2 separate regions of the Mus musculus genome follow, and region 1 is linked to region 2. Evidence: chromatin contacts called from public HiChIP or PLAC-seq data. All regions are on one chromosome and are shown on one strand. The core of a region is the stretch at or near the end of the contact, and the rest is flanking DNA. Distances in the headings are between cores, read along the strand shown.

Region 1 (3,133 bases), core at 183-2,682, 330 kb after region 2:
GAGAACTGCCTACCCCATGGTGACTGCCCTGCTTCTAGACTTGGTGGTGGTGGGGTTACATGGGCTTGGTGCTTATAAGGGTATTTACGTAAGATTTACACAGGTGACTGCACGTGTTCCTTAAAGACCCCACACAACTCCACCAAAGAGAAGAAAGCCAGGTAGATGATCTTTTACAGTCCTACCTCAGCCTCAAACTTGAGACCCATACCACGTAACTTAATGAAGAAAAGACATCCTTTCCAATGCACATTCTTTATACTTTGAAATGAAAGCTGAATTACCGCCATCGACTGGGAAGGTGGGTCACGGGTAATACAAGAAGCTACCTGTAACTGATTTATCAATATGACAGCCATGACAAGTGAAAGCTGGAAATCTATTAGAAGGCAGAAAGTCTGGCAAGAAACATGGCAACAGGATTCGCCCACAACCCCCTGCAGCTACTGATCATTACCATTTTAAACCGATGTCCAGGTCAATGCTAACGCGCCAACACGAATTCCAAGTATTAAGCCATTCTTGGTGCGGCTAAATGCCCCATTGACCTCTGCCTCTCCTTCCTGAAATCCAGGGACAACTGACTGCTGATCATTAGGTCTGATTAGTTCCCGTTCATTCCTTAATGGGTTATTCTACAGGTTGTCTGTTTTACAACTTGTAACCCCGCGTTGCATTTACAGACTTGCATCTTTTTTATTTTATTCTACACTCTCTCTTGTGCTCAAGGTGAGAACGGCTGCTTGACCTTATTCTTGTGAAGGGCGTCGGTCTCAGAAGAACGGATGGTCCGGTTCTGCTGCTCTTTCAGGGGAGGTCATTAACCTTCCCCTCCCTCCGTCTTCCTTCCTCTCCCCATCCTCCCATCCCCTCCCACACCCACACTAACTCTTTTCCCTTCTTCTCCTCTTCTCCTCCCATCCTTTCTCTCTTTGCCTTTTTAATAGGAACAATTGATACACCACTTACATATTTAACTTCCACCCTCTATATTCAAAAGGCTCTGGACCCCCATGCCCTGTTGTCAACCCAGCAAGCACAGAATAGTCGGAGATCTCCCCATCTGTCAGAGTAGGAACGCCTTGGGGAGCATGACTCCTGTCTGTGTCACCCCACTTTGCCCAGCCAGATTGTCCTTTTGTCCTTAGCGACAGATCTGGAAAGACAGTTCCTCTGGAGTTAGCCCACAGTGAGAGCAGCCTCTCCTGTCTAAAGCGAGGGCTCTCCCCGCTTCTGAATGTGGGAGCTCACATGTCTGCTCTCCCCTCTTCTACCTCCTCCTTGTGCTCTCGAGGCCTTGATCAATTTTTGCTGCTTCTCCTTATGACTTCTGAAGGCTACGTTGCTATAGCAACCCAGGCCCACTGATCCGTGTTAAAGAACCTGTGATCAGGAAGAGGAGCCATTAGCTGTCTCCAGAGTCCATTTACAAGAGAATACAATTACTTCCCAACAGAGGATGCTCCACAGTGCCATTTAAGAGCCTCTGGGGCAGCTAGGGTCTGAGAGCAGCTGGTCCAAGGGCCTCAAATTAGGGTAAGGACGGACAGCATGACATGCCAGGCTCACCTGGGATGACACAGACCTGTGAATGATCCTCTCTGCTCCTACACTCAGCCCTCACAGTGACTGCTTCCCCCCCACCCCCCAACCTCTCTCTTCCATGGACCCAGACTGACAATAGTCATGCCCTTCTCCTTCACTCTGTCCAGTTGCTGCTCTCTCCCTGTGGCCAACAATACCCTTGAAAGAGTCAGGTCCCTCCCCCTCCTGCTCACAAGACCCCAACAGCTTCCGCCAGTGTCTTGTGGCCAGAGGTTGCCTGCTGCTTGGCTGTCTCTTGCACTCAGCTCCTGCTTGGCCTTTCTATGCCTGGATGCTTTCTGCTCCTTCTAGATAGCGAGTCCTATCATCTTAAACAGCATATCCTCCCCATAGTTCCTCCCCATCCCTGCTGGTACCCTGTTCATATTGCTTACAGAGAGTGTCCCCCTATATGCATCTCATGCTGTCACCTTCTCGTGAGATCTCTGCTTATGTCCCTTTTCAGAAAGATGCCTGACTCCTCTTTGTGGCTGCTATCTAACCCCCAGAGTGGGCAGTCAAACAATCAGCGAGTCAGCTCTCAGCAACCTACACTTTCTGTGTAGGTGAAGGAGGTGCCCAGAGTGTTCCAGTGGACCTAAGAGTTACATAACCCCACATCCCCCCATCTTCATGGTGGAGCACTACTCTGTTCCCTCCCACTGCACCAGTCAGTCCACGGGGGAAACGTGTGGGAACGACCGTGGAGAGCCTCTGGGTAAGTCACATGCGTAGAACAGGGCCAGGGAGGCAGACGACCCACTAGTCAGCAAACGGGACTGGTCCCAGGCTTCCTGAGATGTGTCTACATAGGTAGGCATCCTTGTTTCAGCTCTTAGGATGGTACTGTTGCCCATCAGCACACCAAAGCACACACCACCAGGTCCCAAGCTCCCTCAGTTACCCAGTACCTATTACACACTCCAGAGCCTTAGCATCCAGGCTCTTCCAGCCTCCTCCTGACCCTAAACTCCCTCAGGCCCACAGGTGTCCCTCCCGCCCCTCCCCTCCCCCACCAACTCATTCCCCTTCTGATCCTGATATTTCAGTGATGTTTTCTGTCTCCCTCTTTTGCTCTTCCTCTCCCTGCCTCCATCTTCCCCCTCTCTGTTTTCCCATACCCCTCCTTTCTCTATGTCCCCCACCCTGCTCTGCTCCTAACTCTCTCTTAGCCATGTCCAGTCTGCTGGGCAGGCTCTGTCTGCCCCCCCTCCCCCCTCTCTCCCTCCTTCTGCTCTAGACTCTTCCAGATGCTTCTGGCTGTTCTCTCATATCTACAATAAAAACCTTCCCCTTCCCTTACCAAGGAGTGTTCATGTCAGTTTATATATACACACACACACACACACATACATACATACCCCTGGCTAATTTTTTAGTCCCCCTCCCCCTACCAACCCATGCTTGCCCCTCACAGCACCATAGACATTATCACTATTGTTTCCATGGCAACCAGGCAGATACCTTGGGAACTCACACCCTCAAAGTATTTTCAGCTACAACTTTACGGTGCAACTGAGCATGCCCAGAGGCATTTCTGTCTGTCACA
Region 2 (3,334 bases), core at 387-2,886:
GCGAGTGTTGACATGACTGTAGTCCACTAAGTTTCTAGACTTTTCCGAGACACACACTGTTTTCCAGTCATAAACAGCCCTTCATAGTACAGAGTGTGTTCAGACTTATGTTCTTCTAAATATTGAAGATTTTTATTGTTTCTTAAATTTTTTCCTACTAAATCTGTTGAGGTGTTTTGAGTATTTAATCTCTACTCATATGCAAGTTTGCTACTTGACTGTTTAAAATTAAAAACCAGTCTCATGTTTGTCACCTCTGTAAACAGCTTTGTTTAATTTGTGGTTGGGTGATAGCACCATTCCGCTCAGCGAAGTCTATAAGCTGGGACTGGCACTGAGAGTGAGGTGTGCAGACTTCTGGCTTCACCTGTGTGTGGACTTTTCCTCGGATTCATCTCATTTTGATTCTGTATTTCTAAAGCAAGGTGATGGTCTTCCTAGTTAATCATGTTTTCCTGCTTCTCAAAACATGCTGTACGCCAAAAGGATTCACTCTCACACGTAGCAGACCACAGCAGTGTTCACATTTGCAACGTGACATTTTGACTCTCAGAATTAAAAACCTGTTTTAACTAGAATTTTGTTGTTACTGTTACTGTTGTTGAGTGTCTGAGTGTAATGTGCCACTGTATGTGTGTTTGGAAGTATAGGGAGGCCAGAGCTTTGCTCCTGTGTCTTCCTCAGGCATTCCATTTTATGAGCAGAGTCTCACTGAACTCAGAGCTTTCTGATCCAGCTAGCTTGCTTGGGATCCCTGTCTCCTCAGAGTAGAATTACAGGTGGCAGCCAGGCCTGCCCAGCTTTTTATGTGGGTGATGGGGATCCAAGCTTCTATACCAGTGTTTGCATGGTAAGTACTTTATCCACTAAGCCGTCTCTTCAGCCCTCCCCCCTGTTCTAATTTGGTGAGGGTGCTGGGGAGAACAAAGTCTCTCTTTGTAGCCCTGGCTAGCCCAACTAAGTATATAGACTATGTCTTAAACTACTAGAAATCTGTCTGCCTCTGTCCCCCAACTATTAGGATTAAAGGCATGTGGCACCATGTCCAGCAAATTTTGTGATTTTTATGATGTTTGTTTCCTAAAATATTCTCTGAGATTTCTATAAATTGTATAATTTTTCTAAAATGGGGGCTTTTAAAGATTATTGTACTTTTTCAAAAGATTAGGAAATCTGAGTAAAATGGCTACAGGGCAACACTCTCAACATTTAGGTGGCTGAGGCTGGAGGATTACCGTGAGCTAGAGGCCATCCAGAGAGGCATGATGAAACCCTGTTTCGAAACCAACCCCCCCAGATTACTTACTATTAAGTGTGAGTTTGTGCCCTCAGGGTCACCACCCTGCACAGACCTGAAATCATAGTGAAATGAAGTTTTAGGTGAAAAAGCAGAGGAGTGTTTCCTGCTGCGTCACCAGCTTGTGAAGAGCCCTGCTGCCTAATGCCAGCCCGGCCATCATTGCTAGGTGCCTCTGACTCAGCATCTAGCATGCCCACTTAGTTAGCATCCCTTGGCTTAACAATTTTGCAAAGTTTTCCTTCTGTTGAAATCTTTTGAAACCTCATTAGCATCAGAATTGGGTTTTCTCACAGGACACTGCTACAGGGTCCTACAGGGTCTTGTAAAGACAAAAGGATCCTCCCATGTCCCTAGTACTTAGGGGAGTGGCTCCAGAAGGCCAACAGCGAGAGCCAGGCCACTCCTGGAAATCCCATGATTTGTTTGACTAGTGTTAGACTTCAGAATTACTAGTTACTTTAAATCTTAAAGTAGCCATTGCCTAGGTAGTTTGTAATTATTTTCTGTACTAGGAACGTGAGGATGAAGTTCGGACTGTCTTTCGGTCAAACAGAAAGGAGAGGGCACACTCCTCACCACCAGCATCGAGTAATGTTGGAGTTTGTGTTTGTGTGTAACTGTGTACCACTGCTCTTCCAGAGCTTATTCCATTCAGTCATTTGGTGCTTTATATTTCCACAGTCGTTGCTGCTCCTAGCTTACCTCATAAGAAATGGATCGGAGCGAGTTGTTACAAGTGCCAGAGAACACATTTATGATTTGCGATCCCTGGAAAATTACCACTTTGTAGGTGAGCAATAGAAAACCCTCATAAGCAAATTAAAACAGTAGTTGGAGTTGTCAGTCACCTGAACCAGCTTGGAAGCTTCTCTGCTCTAATTAGCATGTGACTCTTGCTGGTTGTGTGACGAGTGCAGAATCCAAGGCGTGGGGCCCTAGAGTATTAATTAGTGAAGACAGGAGCTTGCAGAAAGGACTGGCTAATAACAACAGAACCAACACAACATGAGTGTTGGGGTTTATATTAAAATATGCACTGGAGACTGGTCCCCTGTGGTGTCCATAAAGGAATAGCTTTAATCATGTGGGAAGAGAAGGTTAGAGCTCCAAAACACACACATCTGTTTGAAGCCAGGCCCCCTCCCAGCAGATAGTCTGTACTGCGCGAGGCCAGAGTGTGTTCTGAATGTGAAGGCAGCACAGGGCAGGGAGCGTTTCCTTTGGAGCCTGTCTTCCTTGTGACTACTATAAAATAGCAGGCTTTAGTTGCACTAAGTCCTAGTGATTAGTGTTCCCAGTCTTGGGGAAACAAGATATTTGGGGTGCTTTTGGGCCATCAGAGTGTTAAAAGTGAGTGGTCATTCTTTATTTGTTAAAATATGATAGAAACCACTTTGAGCTGTGTGCATTCCGTATGTCATCATGTGTAATCCTTTCAGTAGGTCATCAATTGATCTTGTCTAGTTCTGCTGTCTAGGGTCATAAGTCAAATTAGAATTTAATGCCATAATCTGCCTCCTGAAAAAGTTTAAAATTTGACATTATTTTTGTAAGTAGTTTCGTTTCTATTCTTTTTTGAGTTTGGTGCACACTAAGGGAGTTCTTACAGTTCGTTTTCTCCTTAATTGTCCTTAAGATGAGCATGGCAAGGATCAAGGTATAAACATTCGACAGAAAGTAAAGGAACTGGTTGAGTTTGCACAGGATGATGACAGGCTTCGAGAAGAGCGAAAGAAAGCAAAGAAGAACAAAGACAAGTATGTCGGGGTCTCTTCAGACAGCGTTGGTGGATTCCGATACAGTGAGTATCAGGGCCAGGCCACTGCCACCGCTGTCCCAGCTTACTTGGCTTTGTCTGTATCGTGAGAGTCAGTGAAATACCAAAAACCAAAATCCGGGGGTGGGAGGGGTGGGGGGCGGGGTTCTAGTAATACACAGAATTCTAAAATATATGTGGTATCATTTTGACTCCTGTTTTCCCAGATCTTCTAAATCTTTCTGTTTTTATTGTGGATCCAAAATACAGGGTGTTAG

Evidence for each region. HiChIP or PLAC-seq counts read pairs in DNA pulled down with a chosen protein or histone mark.
Region 1: an H3K27ac HiChIP or PLAC-seq map of embryonic stem cells shows a contact between it and region 2, with 2.2 times the contacts expected there. The contact joins two enhancer-like sites. A contact is called at or near these places in 1 of 115 datasets of contacts at active chromatin or transcription factors (embryonic stem cells) and 1 of 9 other capture datasets (embryonic stem cells).

Annotation. Positions count from the first base shown.
Region 1 is chr11:46,217,364-46,220,496 of GRCm38.p6, forward strand. The region is part of intron 26 of Cyfip2 (cytoplasmic FMR1 interacting protein 2); the gene reads right to left. Among named protein-coding and RNA genes, the nearest start is that of Fndc9, 17 kb to the right of the region's middle. Within about 2 kb of position 1,433, at least 27 of the 459 cell types and tissues checked have an H3K27ac peak or open chromatin away from gene starts, as enhancers often do. A contact at or near this core is called in embryonic stem cells, where this site is marked.
Region 2 is chr11:45,884,450-45,887,783 of GRCm38.p6, forward strand. Clint1 (clathrin interactor 1) reads left to right here. Exons shown (of 12, transcript NM_001045520.4): 4 at 1,982-2,090; 5 at 2,937-3,101. Among named protein-coding and RNA genes, the nearest start is that of Clint1, 34 kb to the left of the region's middle. Within about 2 kb of position 1,637, at least 18 of the 459 cell types and tissues checked have an H3K27ac peak or open chromatin away from gene starts, as enhancers often do. A contact at or near this core is called in embryonic stem cells, where this site is marked.